Linked DNA regions of Mus musculus: all the other regions are linked to region 1. A link is a contact called in public HiChIP or PLAC-seq data. All regions are on one chromosome and are shown on one strand. Each heading gives the region's core, a stretch centred on a gene start, on an enhancer-like site or on the middle of the called end of the contact. The rest is flanking DNA. Distances are from core to core; before and after follow the strand shown. Region 1 has its middle 19 kb from the start of Gm8633. Region 2 overlaps Atp2b1 (ATPase, Ca++ transporting, plasma membrane 1). Region 3 holds the start of Atp2b1 (ATPase, Ca++ transporting, plasma membrane 1).

Region 1 (3,426 bases), core at 493-2,992:
GAAAGAGTGACTGAATTAGTGTGGTACCTCCTTATGGTGCAGGAAAGACTTGGAATACATCAAACATCTTATCAAAACTTTCTGTTTATGAGCAAAATAACAAAGAAGTGGATTCTTTTGGGTCTAGTACCAATTTCCAACCCTTTCCTCCAAGAAGCAGCCTTGCTTGCTTGAGGGTTTCCTTTCTGGTATTTGTCTCTATGATCTCAGGATAGATAGAGGAAATACAAAGAGAATGTTCTACACACAGCTTACTGGGGATGGCCTCAAAATAGTTTCTGTCCAACTGACGAGTCCATGGGAAGACAGTGGGCCCAATGTCAGAGCAGACATGTAGATGCATAGTCATCAAGTGGCCATCACTTCATGAGCAGGTTGAGGTATGACTTCATCCCTTTTTGAATTTGTAGTCTGAAAAGGACAGATTTCCAACAAGAACGTACAAATGATAGCAAGAAAAGTTAGGGAAAACTTTAATTATCAAAGTAATCCAAGCTCTTGACTGAAAAAAAAATTAACTTGTTTTTCCTAGTAATAACCATTGTCAAACATTACTGCTGAATCCTGCCATTCATTTTCTCTGAATCTATAACAGCATTTCTATTCATTTTCTCTGAACTATTGTATAAATCTGTAATATTCTATGAGTTATACTTTTCAGATTACAATATATCTTTAACATCTTGGCACATATATGCATTATTTGCTTATTTTTTCAAAATCATTATAAATCATCTTTCATAATTCTTGAGTATCTTACCCAACAGTATTAGTATTAACTTCCATTTGTGTGGAAAAAAAAAACCTCAAGAGTTCTAGTGTACAATTGAGAAGAAAAAATATGACTCCAGTCAACAGAAATCTAAAAATAGTCTGTGATAAAAATAAATAAATAAAATTGAGACATATTGGTATATCTTACACTTGGAGGCAGAGAATTTGAAAGAGGCCCTAAGAAAAAGGTATTATTTGAGATAGATTTTGAAGAATGAGTAACGATGCTATAAAAAATGAGGAAAACAAGCCTTGGCATGGACAAACACCCAAGGATAAATAATGGCACTTTCTTTGACACAATGCTTGATAAGTGAGGCTTGCTGAAAAGCTGGGAGTGGAATAGATCAGTGAGTTAAGCTGTAGAAGAAAGAGTTAGAGAAACAGACCTTAGGGGATTCCATTAGCTGTCTAGTTTGCTTGTAGACAATTAAAGAGGTCAATTCTGTCTTTAACTGTTTCTATTTTTAAATGTGGATAGTGACTTTCAATGGCCCATGCCTATCTCCCAGGGCATAGGACATAACACGTGTACATTGTTATGTACACATAACACTTGTGACAGTGTGGCTGACTGTGACTGGAACCTAGTGATGAGCTGCTATGCTTTCTGTCAGACTTTCTGTAACAGAGACTTAACCACTCCTGAAAGTGTCAATACTGCCAAGACTGTGAAATGCAAATGAGGAACAAACTTATTAAATTTTGTACACCGTCCATAAACAAGCAAAAAGTTCAACATGAAAATATTGATATAATTATGTAAAATGAATCCAATAATTCATAGGATTTGATGTGCTATTTCATTTTACTTATTAATCATATGATTCATAGTTCTCTCCCCAATATGTGGTTAATATTTTATTGTGTGATTAAATATTAACTATATTATTTAGAGTCAGGAAACACTTCACTGCTGATGAAATCTCACTTTAACTCTCTGAGAATTTGCTTCAGTGTGGAATGCCCACTGCTGTAACTGACGCAGTTCTGTTACGAGGAACGTGGGTGCAAATGGAATTCACCTAGTGTTATCTGTGGAGCAATGGGCTATGTACAGACAGGCTGGTCTCCAGTCGAGCTGAGGTTGTGAACCCCAGAGAAATCCAGCGGTGATAATTCACCTACATGGGACAGAAGGTGTTCCCTCATGTCTCCTGGAACCCTGGCTCAAATCGAAGTTACTGCCCCCACAAACCCCACAAGAGAAGCATGTGGCTAGTAGTCACATACACAATGTCCCAAGCTTCTGACCTTCAGGCTAAACTCCTCCCCAGTTACCTAGCAACAACAAGAAAACATCCCACCATAAGAGGGGCTGCTTGGCCCCATCTGGATCTCTTCTTTCACCCTCTTACTCTCTCTCCTCTATCTCTCTAACCTCTTACTCTAGCCTTTCTTCTCTCTCCTTTTCCCCCTTCTCTTCCTTGGCTATGGCTGGTCTCTCTCTCTTTTACCTTCTCTCTTTCCCTCTGCCTTGCCTGGCAAATACAGAAGTGGATGCTCACAGTCATCTATAAGATGGAACACAGGGCCCCCCAATGGATGAGCTAGAGAAAGTACTCAAGGACCTGAAGGGGTTTGCAACCCTATAGGTGGAACAACAATATGAACTAACCAGTACCCCCCCCCCCCCCCGAGCTCATGTCTCTAGCTGCATATGTATCAGAAGATGGCCTAGTTGGCCATCATTGGAAAGAGAGGCCCCTTGGTCCTGCAAACTTTATATGCCTCAGTATAGGGGAACACCAGGGCCAAGAAGTGGGAGTGGGTGGGTAGGGCATCAGGGCAGGGAGAGGGTATAGGGAACTTTCAGGATAGTACTTGAAATGTATATAAAGAAAATATCTAATAAAATAAAGCTCTAAAACCATAGACTGTCTCTGATCATCAAGGTCCCCTGTGCTTGGATGATGGAATAGGCTTTCTCCTAATGAGCCGTTTCTAATCTCCTGATGGAAGGCCTTCCTGTGCTCCAGTCATGGACCAGACTAAGGACTCTCGCCTGTGTGGGAATCTCTCTCCCTCTGCCCTCTCTCCTGTAACTCTGGGGCCGAGGGTGTCACCCCGGGCCCCCTGGTATCAGGGGCTGCCCCTTGTCCACCCCCACCTAGTGGGGTCAGTGGCTTAGATGCCCACCTTGGGCCGAGTGGAAAGCGTCTGGCAGCCCTCTCGCATCCACCTGCCCAGAGCACAGGAGCTCTGGACAGACGTGGGCTCTCTCCCTCCCCCCTTCTTCCCCTATAACCTCATTGCCTACAGTTATTCATATCTGTTACATCATGATTTTAATTTCCCCATCCCACTGTTAATCTTCTAGATATCTATGTTGAAATTTGAGAAGCACATTTCCATCTTCAGAGATATTACCCATTTTCCCTTTTTACCAGAAAGTGGTGTTTCTTTATTCTAATAACAAGTAGCTTTAAAATCTAATACTATTATGAGCATAGGAGGTATTTTTTTTAATTATGTATTTGTTCACTTTACATCCCAGTATCAGCCCTTCAAGTGGGAACTTCTAGTTCTTTGGAAAGTTATGTCAAATGATGTTTTGCTAGGGTACAGAGGCGAAAGGATGTCTTGCTAAAGCAAACACATGAAAGCATGTTTTCTTGAAGCAGACAGAAGTGAAAGGATGTGTGGATATAG
Region 2 (3,426 bases), core at 523-3,022, 600 kb before region 1:
GCACAAGGGCAACCAGCCAAGGTCAAGCACAGTTAGCTCCATGAAGAGAACAGACAACCACAATCCATAGAAGGCTCCAAATGTATAACCTTTCTATGTCTGCATCCACCTAGGTGGGAAGAAAAAGGTAGCCTGAAACTGATCAGCTGAACAGGTAAGACAGAGTAACAGTACCATCTTATACTGGAGCAGAGAGAATCAAAACCGATTATATCAAGTCCAATGTGAAGAGGATTACCTCTTCACAATGGTGGTAAGCAAGATTATGTCTGGAGTGTAGGAGATCCCTTAGGGCGTCTCTTAGTACTACCATGTCCTGTGATTAAAGTCAATGGGAAACTACAACAGCCTAATCCAAGCAGGATGACAAAGGACGCAGACCCATCAGGAATGAAGGTATGGGTCAATCCTCCAGGAAAAGAGCCAAGACCTGCTGAGGTGCTGGCTGAAGGTGACTCTTGTAAGGAATATCGACGACTGCATCTCAATTGTTGCTTCTAACTTAGGAGAGGAGGAGGAGGAGGAGGGAGAGGAGGGGGAGGAGGAGGAGGAGGAGGAGGAGGGGGAGGAGGAGGAGGAGGAGGAGGTGGTGGTGGTGGTGGTGGTTTACTAGAGTGTTTGATGCAGGTATATTTGGCTGAGAATCAAGGATAATCCATTCCACATACAACTAGGAACTGTGCGACTATGGATGTATATATGTGTACATGCCTGTGTGGCGGTGGGGGTGGGTGGGTATAACAGTTAAGGTGACTTCCCTATATAGGACAGAAGGACACAGACTGAAGAGTATATGGCAATGTGTTCATGTGCATCCTTCTTCACTGTTTCAGTTTTGAAGGAGAAGGTGATCCCTCAGTGACCTTCAAACTTTCGATCCTTCCATCTAAAGTCAGACTTAAATACACGTTCCCATATCCCATGTGCCAGGCACTGTGGGAAGGTACAAAGCACACAGGATGGGTCGGGCAGGATGCCTTTCCCTGGTTCTTGACCTTAAAGGACTCAAGAGTTTGGTAGGGATGACTAATAATCAGACACACCCAGTGTATTACATATTAGATGGCAGTGGAGGGGACACTAGGAGAGTATACACAAAGAAATAGACTCCAAACTCACAGGGCTGGGATGGGTGAAGAAATTCCAATATACTCATTTTTGGTATCTCAATCTTGATACTCTTCTTATATAGTGTTGTAGGTGGAGGTAAAATATGCTAGAGACTAAAAAGACTAGAAACAAGAGCTAACAACGTGACATACCATTTTTAAGAAAAATGAAAGATTCTCTGCTTCAAACATTAAGAACCAAAGATAGGAAAAAGGATCAACTTAGAACCAGATCACAAGGAGAGTTCTAGGTCTACTGGAGAAGTCTAAGCTTCATTTCAAAAGCAATGCTAAACAATAGGTGGCTTTAAGACCAGAAACAGGACAGGCAGAGACACCAATTATTACCCCAGCTCAATTTTTGAAAGACAAGACAGTAGATCCTACCCACAGGGCACAAAGAAAAAGACACCGTGGGTAAAAAGAAAGAAGAATTCCTAAGGCTTAACGACTACACCAGAATGGGTTTAAAAAATTCACATAGAAATCAAAGCCATTCAAGTTTCTAACTTGGCAGCCACACAGGTGACAGTTTCAGCAGAAAGGTTTAGAGAGGTTCAGGAACGGAGTTGTAGGAAAAGAATGAGGAACTGGGCTCCACCCTCAAGGCGAAGGAGAATCCTGGGCAGGAACTGTTCATATGGGAACTATGAACACCCAGGTGATGGCCTGTGATATCATCAATAGGCTTTTGGATGGCACTGCCCAGAAGGCTGTACCAACCACCAGAAACCCGCAGACCAGGAAAGTACGGGGGAGGAGGAACATGCAGAAGCAAGAAGGAGAACTCCAGGAATATGTTCAGAAGACAGAAAGGGAATTCGATCTACTGTCACCTAACAATGAAACTTAGAAGCATAATAGAAAGCCAATGACATGTTACTTCAGGTTCAAGTATGACTTTTAAAGTTATATGCTTGCTACGGAGTTGGACAACTAATTAACACAGCTTAAAAAAAAAATCTATAAGCAATGAAAACAAGTGACCAGAGAAAGCATTCAATGCTCTACTGCAGGGGCAAGCAACCCTTTTCTCGGACCAGGCTGTGCGGGAGCGACATGGAACTCAGAAGCACAAGACCGTACATGCTAACACACCACAGCCATGCAAACATTGGTGCTAATCTGCAAAACCGAGCCCAAACCACAGGGCATGAGAGCATTTTTTTTTTAAGAGCCCCTAAGTCACTAATGATTTATCCCTAGGGAAAGGTCGATTTTCTCTAAGACTTAAACTGTATCACCACATGGAGACAAGGTCAAAGTACACAGGTGCCAGAGACTTACTTCTAGGGAGAGCAAATATCAGCTGCCACTTAAAACATGGAAACTAGGCAACCAATGACAACAGCTGCTATGCCTCTCCTGCCTCCCATCATGCACCGCCACTGTTCCTAATGACGTCTTTAGCTTCCCCTGTTGGTTTTTACTTTAGCCCCTCTTTTGCCTCATTTTGATAATCATCACTTAGAAAGCTCCGCTTCACCTGACTTCTTCCCTCTGTGGCGCACGAAGCCACGCCCGGTAACTCAGCATCTGTCTTTAATTTGTATTAATTCACTTTTATACCTTGTTTGGTGCAGTATTACGACATAACAAATATGATACGGGAGCTAGAGGCATGCATCCAGAAGCCTGCAGCAGAGTCTTCTCTGCCACCCAGCACAAAGCACAAGAAAGATAACGGGGGTAAGGTAGAAAAGATACCCGAAGCCACCGTGAAAGTTAGCGGACCGAGAAATGGGATTTAGAGCAGGAATAATAGACTCGATAGAGGAAAGTAAAACACGAGAGAAGAACAGTTTAAAAGAATTTTAGGTGTTAGGATGTTATAAACAGATTATTTTAGCACAAAGCTCCGAGGAACGTGAGATACATGCTTGTTCTAAAACATACCGCAAAAATATGACATTCCAAGTCTCACCTTCATTTTACCCTGAACTTTTAATTTCAATCCCCCTCTCAGGAATTATGACAGTTAATCAGAAGGATGGGAAAATTTCATCTGGCCCAAACATGTTCTACTGGTCTACAAATAACTACTTGTAGTATTCCTGAGAACGGACTCAAATGGTACCTTTTTAGAGACCACGTGGTAAGCTGGTAGGAAAAATGGGGAAGCAAGAAACCCAGCTTCCTGGACAGAAGGACATGCTTCTAAGGGCCTCAGTGTGAGAGGAACTCCACAGCCTGGCTACTGAATGCCTCCCAAAGGGCCCTTCCCTGAGTTTCCTGGCCATGTACTCTTGCTAATAGTTACTGCTTCCTTCCAGCCCCAGGCCAATGGGCCAAGTGATCATGATAAAAATCTCTAAAA
Region 3 (3,426 bases), core at 443-2,942, 540 kb before region 1:
GGATGGGTGCTAAATGAAACATACAAGTACAAAAAGCAGATTCTCCCCCTTCCAATCCCTCTTTTAATTCCCCCAATCCGGCTCTGCCACACACAAGGACAGGGAGTCTCCCTAGGGAAAGCTGGTGGCAGGGCAAGTGAAGGCTCTCCATTCACTCAAATGGGCCACTATCCAAAGGGATGCCCTATGCGCGCTTTGTACAAACCAGGTCCTTACAAGTACTTATTATTATAAAATACACCTACGCTGAGGATCAAGAACCTTATTTTAAAGTAAGACTGTCCTCAGGTGGGGGAGGTGAAGCACAACAAAGCCTTCCATGTTGAAAGGCAGACAGTCCAGACATGCATATACCTCCACTCGTATGAAAAAAAAAATCCATATAACTAATTTATCAGGAACAGCAATCGATACCGACAGGAGTCATTAGATTATTAATAAACCCAGAAAAGTAGCATGCATAGCAGCCAAAGGTGGCTGTCTGCAGCGCTCTAACCCCTAGGAAGGGTAAAAAAAACAGCCTACCGAGGAGGTTCGCGTCCTTACCAAGGTCCTGCAGACCCTTTTACCCACGCAGACCAGCCCCAGCTTCCCCTTGCGGGTCCGATCACCGCAACAGCAAAAGCATTCCCAATGCTAGAGTCCCGCAGTAAACTGGTGACTGAAATGTGCAGAGACCAACCTGGGCAAAGACCGAGGCGCAGACCCAGGGGTCGCTAACTAGCTAAGACACAAAATTCTCCTGCAAGATGAAATAGAGAAGAAGCCCCCGCCACCTCCGCCCCCCCCACCCCCGCAATAGGAATGCCACCCTCCTTTCTTACTGACCCTTTCCGAGGACAGAGCAGATTTTCCCCCTTTTAAACTAAGTACATAAACATGAATCGGAAGCACCCGTGAACATCCTGGGGGGCCAGACTCAAGACCTGAAGAGAGCGTCCAGGCGGCTCTTCAACTCCCCGGGAGTCACCGTCCTGTCTGACAGGCATCTATCACACCATCCTCTCCGGGGGGCCGACGACAAACCTTCACCTTGCACGGGCAGTACCTCCCGGGGGCCCAAGCCAGGGATTAAATGGGTGACCCTCCCGGGTCGCAGGAAGAGGGAGTGCCGGGGCACCGCTGCCCTCAAGGTCACCACATGCCGGGGTAGGGGCGACCGGTGTTCAGATGGGCTGTGGCGGCAGCAGGGGCAGCCCCGCGAAGTCCGAGAGCCCTCGGGTGTAGACGAGAAGCCACCGGGACGGCGACTCCGAGCTGGACCCGGCGCCGAGGCGCGCGGAGAGGAAGCCTCCTCACCTTTACGGTCTCCTAGCAGGAGCGAACCCCGGCGGCGCCGCCAACTTCGCGGGGACCCGCCGCGCTCCACCCCGCGCCCAGCTGTCAGGACCCCCGCCGCGCCCTGCGCGCCCCACCCGGCCTCCCCCGCAGGTGGCCGCCCCCGCCGCGGGCAGCCACCGGCCGCCACTCACCTCGCCCGCAGCGGGAACCATTTTTTCCGAGGGGAAGAATCAAGGAAAGCTAGGCGGGTGGGTCCGGGGGATGGCGGCGAGGGGTCGCGGGACGTGCCCGCAGCCGGCTCGCTGGGTTCGGGGCGCCACGCGGAGGTGCGGCTGCACCTCGGGAAGGAGGCGGCGGCGGCGGAGCCCAGAGACTCGGCGTCCACCAGCCGGGGCTCCCTACTCACGCTGCACCGCGAGGAGGCGGCGGCGGAGGAGGAGGAGGCGGCGCCCGGCCGGCCCCCGCCCAGAGCCCGGCGGCCGCCGAGTGGCCGCTCGCGTCCCCGCAGGACCCGCCTCCTCCGCTCCGCAAAGCCGCGCTCAGGGCGCGCCGCGCTCGGCACAGCAGCTCAACCGGCCCCGCGCCGGCGTCCGCAGCAGCAGCAACAGCAGCAGCAACGGGCGGGGTGCAACCCGGGGCGGGGTCCGGGGACACCGGTCCGCAGACGCGGAGCTCAAGGGGCAACGGCCAGCTCCGGGGCAGGGGCCCGGTGTGCACCGGGTGACCCGCGAGACCGCCCGAGCAGGCAAGGGGGGAGGAGGGCGCTCACCCGTTCCGGTCCGACGCTCCCTTCTTCTCCACACCTCCACGCCTCCCGCTCCACGCTGGCAGCGCAGCTGCTCCCGCTGCCTCTGCCACCGCTGCGGATGCTCGCGCGGCCGCCGCTGCCGCCTTGGCTGGGCGCGGTCACGTGACGCGGCCCGCGGGGAGCCTGAGGGCGGGCGGGCGGGCGCGCGCGCGCGCACGAGCGGAGGTAGCGCCGCTCGGACCGGGACTGGCGCTTCCCGGAGAGGGCGTTTAAGGGGAGGATCCGGCGAGCGCGGCCCCGCCTGGCGAGCGCGCGCCCGGGGTGGGGTGAGGCGGCGGGGATCAGAACTTGCAGCGCGCGGTGTGGAAAGGGTGGCCTGTAGTGCGGGGCGGGCGACTCGCGCCTCCGCGCGCCCCTCCCTCTCTTCCTTCCCTGCGCGCCGGGCTCCCGGCTGCCCCCGCCCCCTCCTGCGCTGTCGCCCCCTCCCTTCCCCTCCTGCGGCGGCTTCCGATTGGCCGTCGGGGCTCTGACGTCTGTGTTTCCATGACGTGTCGGGGCCGGGGAGGGCCGCGGGAGGGGGCGGCGGGGGAGGAGGGGGCGGTGACTCCGTCCGTCACCGCCGGTGCCTGGGCGCGCGGCCCGGCGGCTCCTGCAACGTGAGGAAGCCGGAGAGCGACGAGTGCCGCCGCAGTGGGACGCCCTTCACTTGGGGTCCCGCTCGAGTCGCCCCCGGGTGGAGGCGATGCCGGGTCACGGGACGGGAGAGCGGCTCGGCGCCCACTCCCTAGCGGACCTGTCTCCTGTCCCGGACGGTGACGCACTCGCCCGACAGCCAAAGTGCCTTCCCTTTTGGGAAGAGAGCCCACTCGCCCTGTAGGCGCGCTGGCCCGGCCACCGACACCGGGGATCCCCGCTGCAGCGCCCAAACCGTGTCCTCTAGCCGGTGCAAGCAGGCCTCGCAAGGTCCGCTTGAAGTCCTCGTGTTTCTCTTTTGGGTTTGCTGCTGCGGCTGCTGCTTTTTTTTTTTTTTTTTTTTTTTTTTTTCCTACCTGTGGCGAGCTAGTGGGTCTTTAATTCATAATACTTAAATCCTGCCCTCATCTTTCCCGAGGAGAAAGGAACAAGAAAAAAAAAAAAAATCATGCAGAGTACCGTGCAGTATTTAGACGGTAAAAGGTAGCCGACTCTGGTCCAACCAGTTCAAAAGAAAACCGCTCATGATTACTTCTACTTTAAAAAAGGATATTCTTGACTGTATCCACACATTTAAAGATGTGTATCCTGTCCCATCTTTCTGTAATCTCTGCTTGAACTAAAGGTTCCCCCTTCCCCCGAACAATTTAGACCTTATCCGTGTTATTTTCAGCATCACTTAGCTTGAGAAAAAAACATCAAAA

The links. HiChIP or PLAC-seq counts read pairs in DNA pulled down with a chosen protein or histone mark.
Region 2: a FOXA1 HiChIP or PLAC-seq map of pancreatic cancer cells shows a contact between it and region 1. The contact joins two enhancer-like sites. A contact is called at or near these places in 2 of 115 datasets of contacts at active chromatin or transcription factors (embryonic fibroblasts and pancreatic cancer cells) and 1 of 9 other capture datasets (embryonic stem cells).
Region 3: a FOXA1 HiChIP or PLAC-seq map of pancreatic cancer cells shows a contact between it and region 1. The contact joins the promoter of Atp2b1 here to the enhancer-like site in region 1. A contact is called at or near these places in 5 of 39 promoter capture datasets (the 3T3-L1 cell line, 3T3-L1-derived adipocytes, cranial neural crest and 1 more), 1 of 15 datasets of contacts at CTCF or cohesin (the NIH/3T3 cell line), 1 of 484 Hi-C or Micro-C datasets (embryonic fibroblasts) and 4 of 115 datasets of contacts at active chromatin or transcription factors (the NIH/3T3 cell line, craniofacial prominence, pancreatic cancer cells and 1 more).

Annotation. Positions count from the first base shown.
Region 1 is chr10:98,369,122-98,372,547 of GRCm38.p6, reverse strand. No RefSeq gene overlaps it. Among named protein-coding and RNA genes, the nearest start is that of Gm8633, 19 kb to the right of the region's middle. Within about 2 kb of position 1,742, at least 7 of the 459 cell types and tissues checked have an H3K27ac peak or open chromatin away from gene starts, as enhancers often do. A contact at or near this core is called in pancreatic cancer cells, where this site is marked.
Region 2 is chr10:98,972,392-98,975,817 of GRCm38.p6, reverse strand. All of the region lies in intron 2 of Atp2b1 (ATPase, Ca++ transporting, plasma membrane 1), which reads right to left. Among named protein-coding and RNA genes, the nearest start is that of Atp2b1, 59 kb to the right of the region's middle. Within about 2 kb of position 1,772, at least 37 of the 459 cell types and tissues checked have an H3K27ac peak or open chromatin away from gene starts, as enhancers often do. A contact at or near this core is called in pancreatic cancer cells, where this site is marked.
Region 3 is chr10:98,913,418-98,916,843 of GRCm38.p6, reverse strand. Atp2b1 (ATPase, Ca++ transporting, plasma membrane 1) reads right to left here and starts at 1,692. Exons shown (of 21, transcript NM_026482.2): 1 at 1,473-1,692.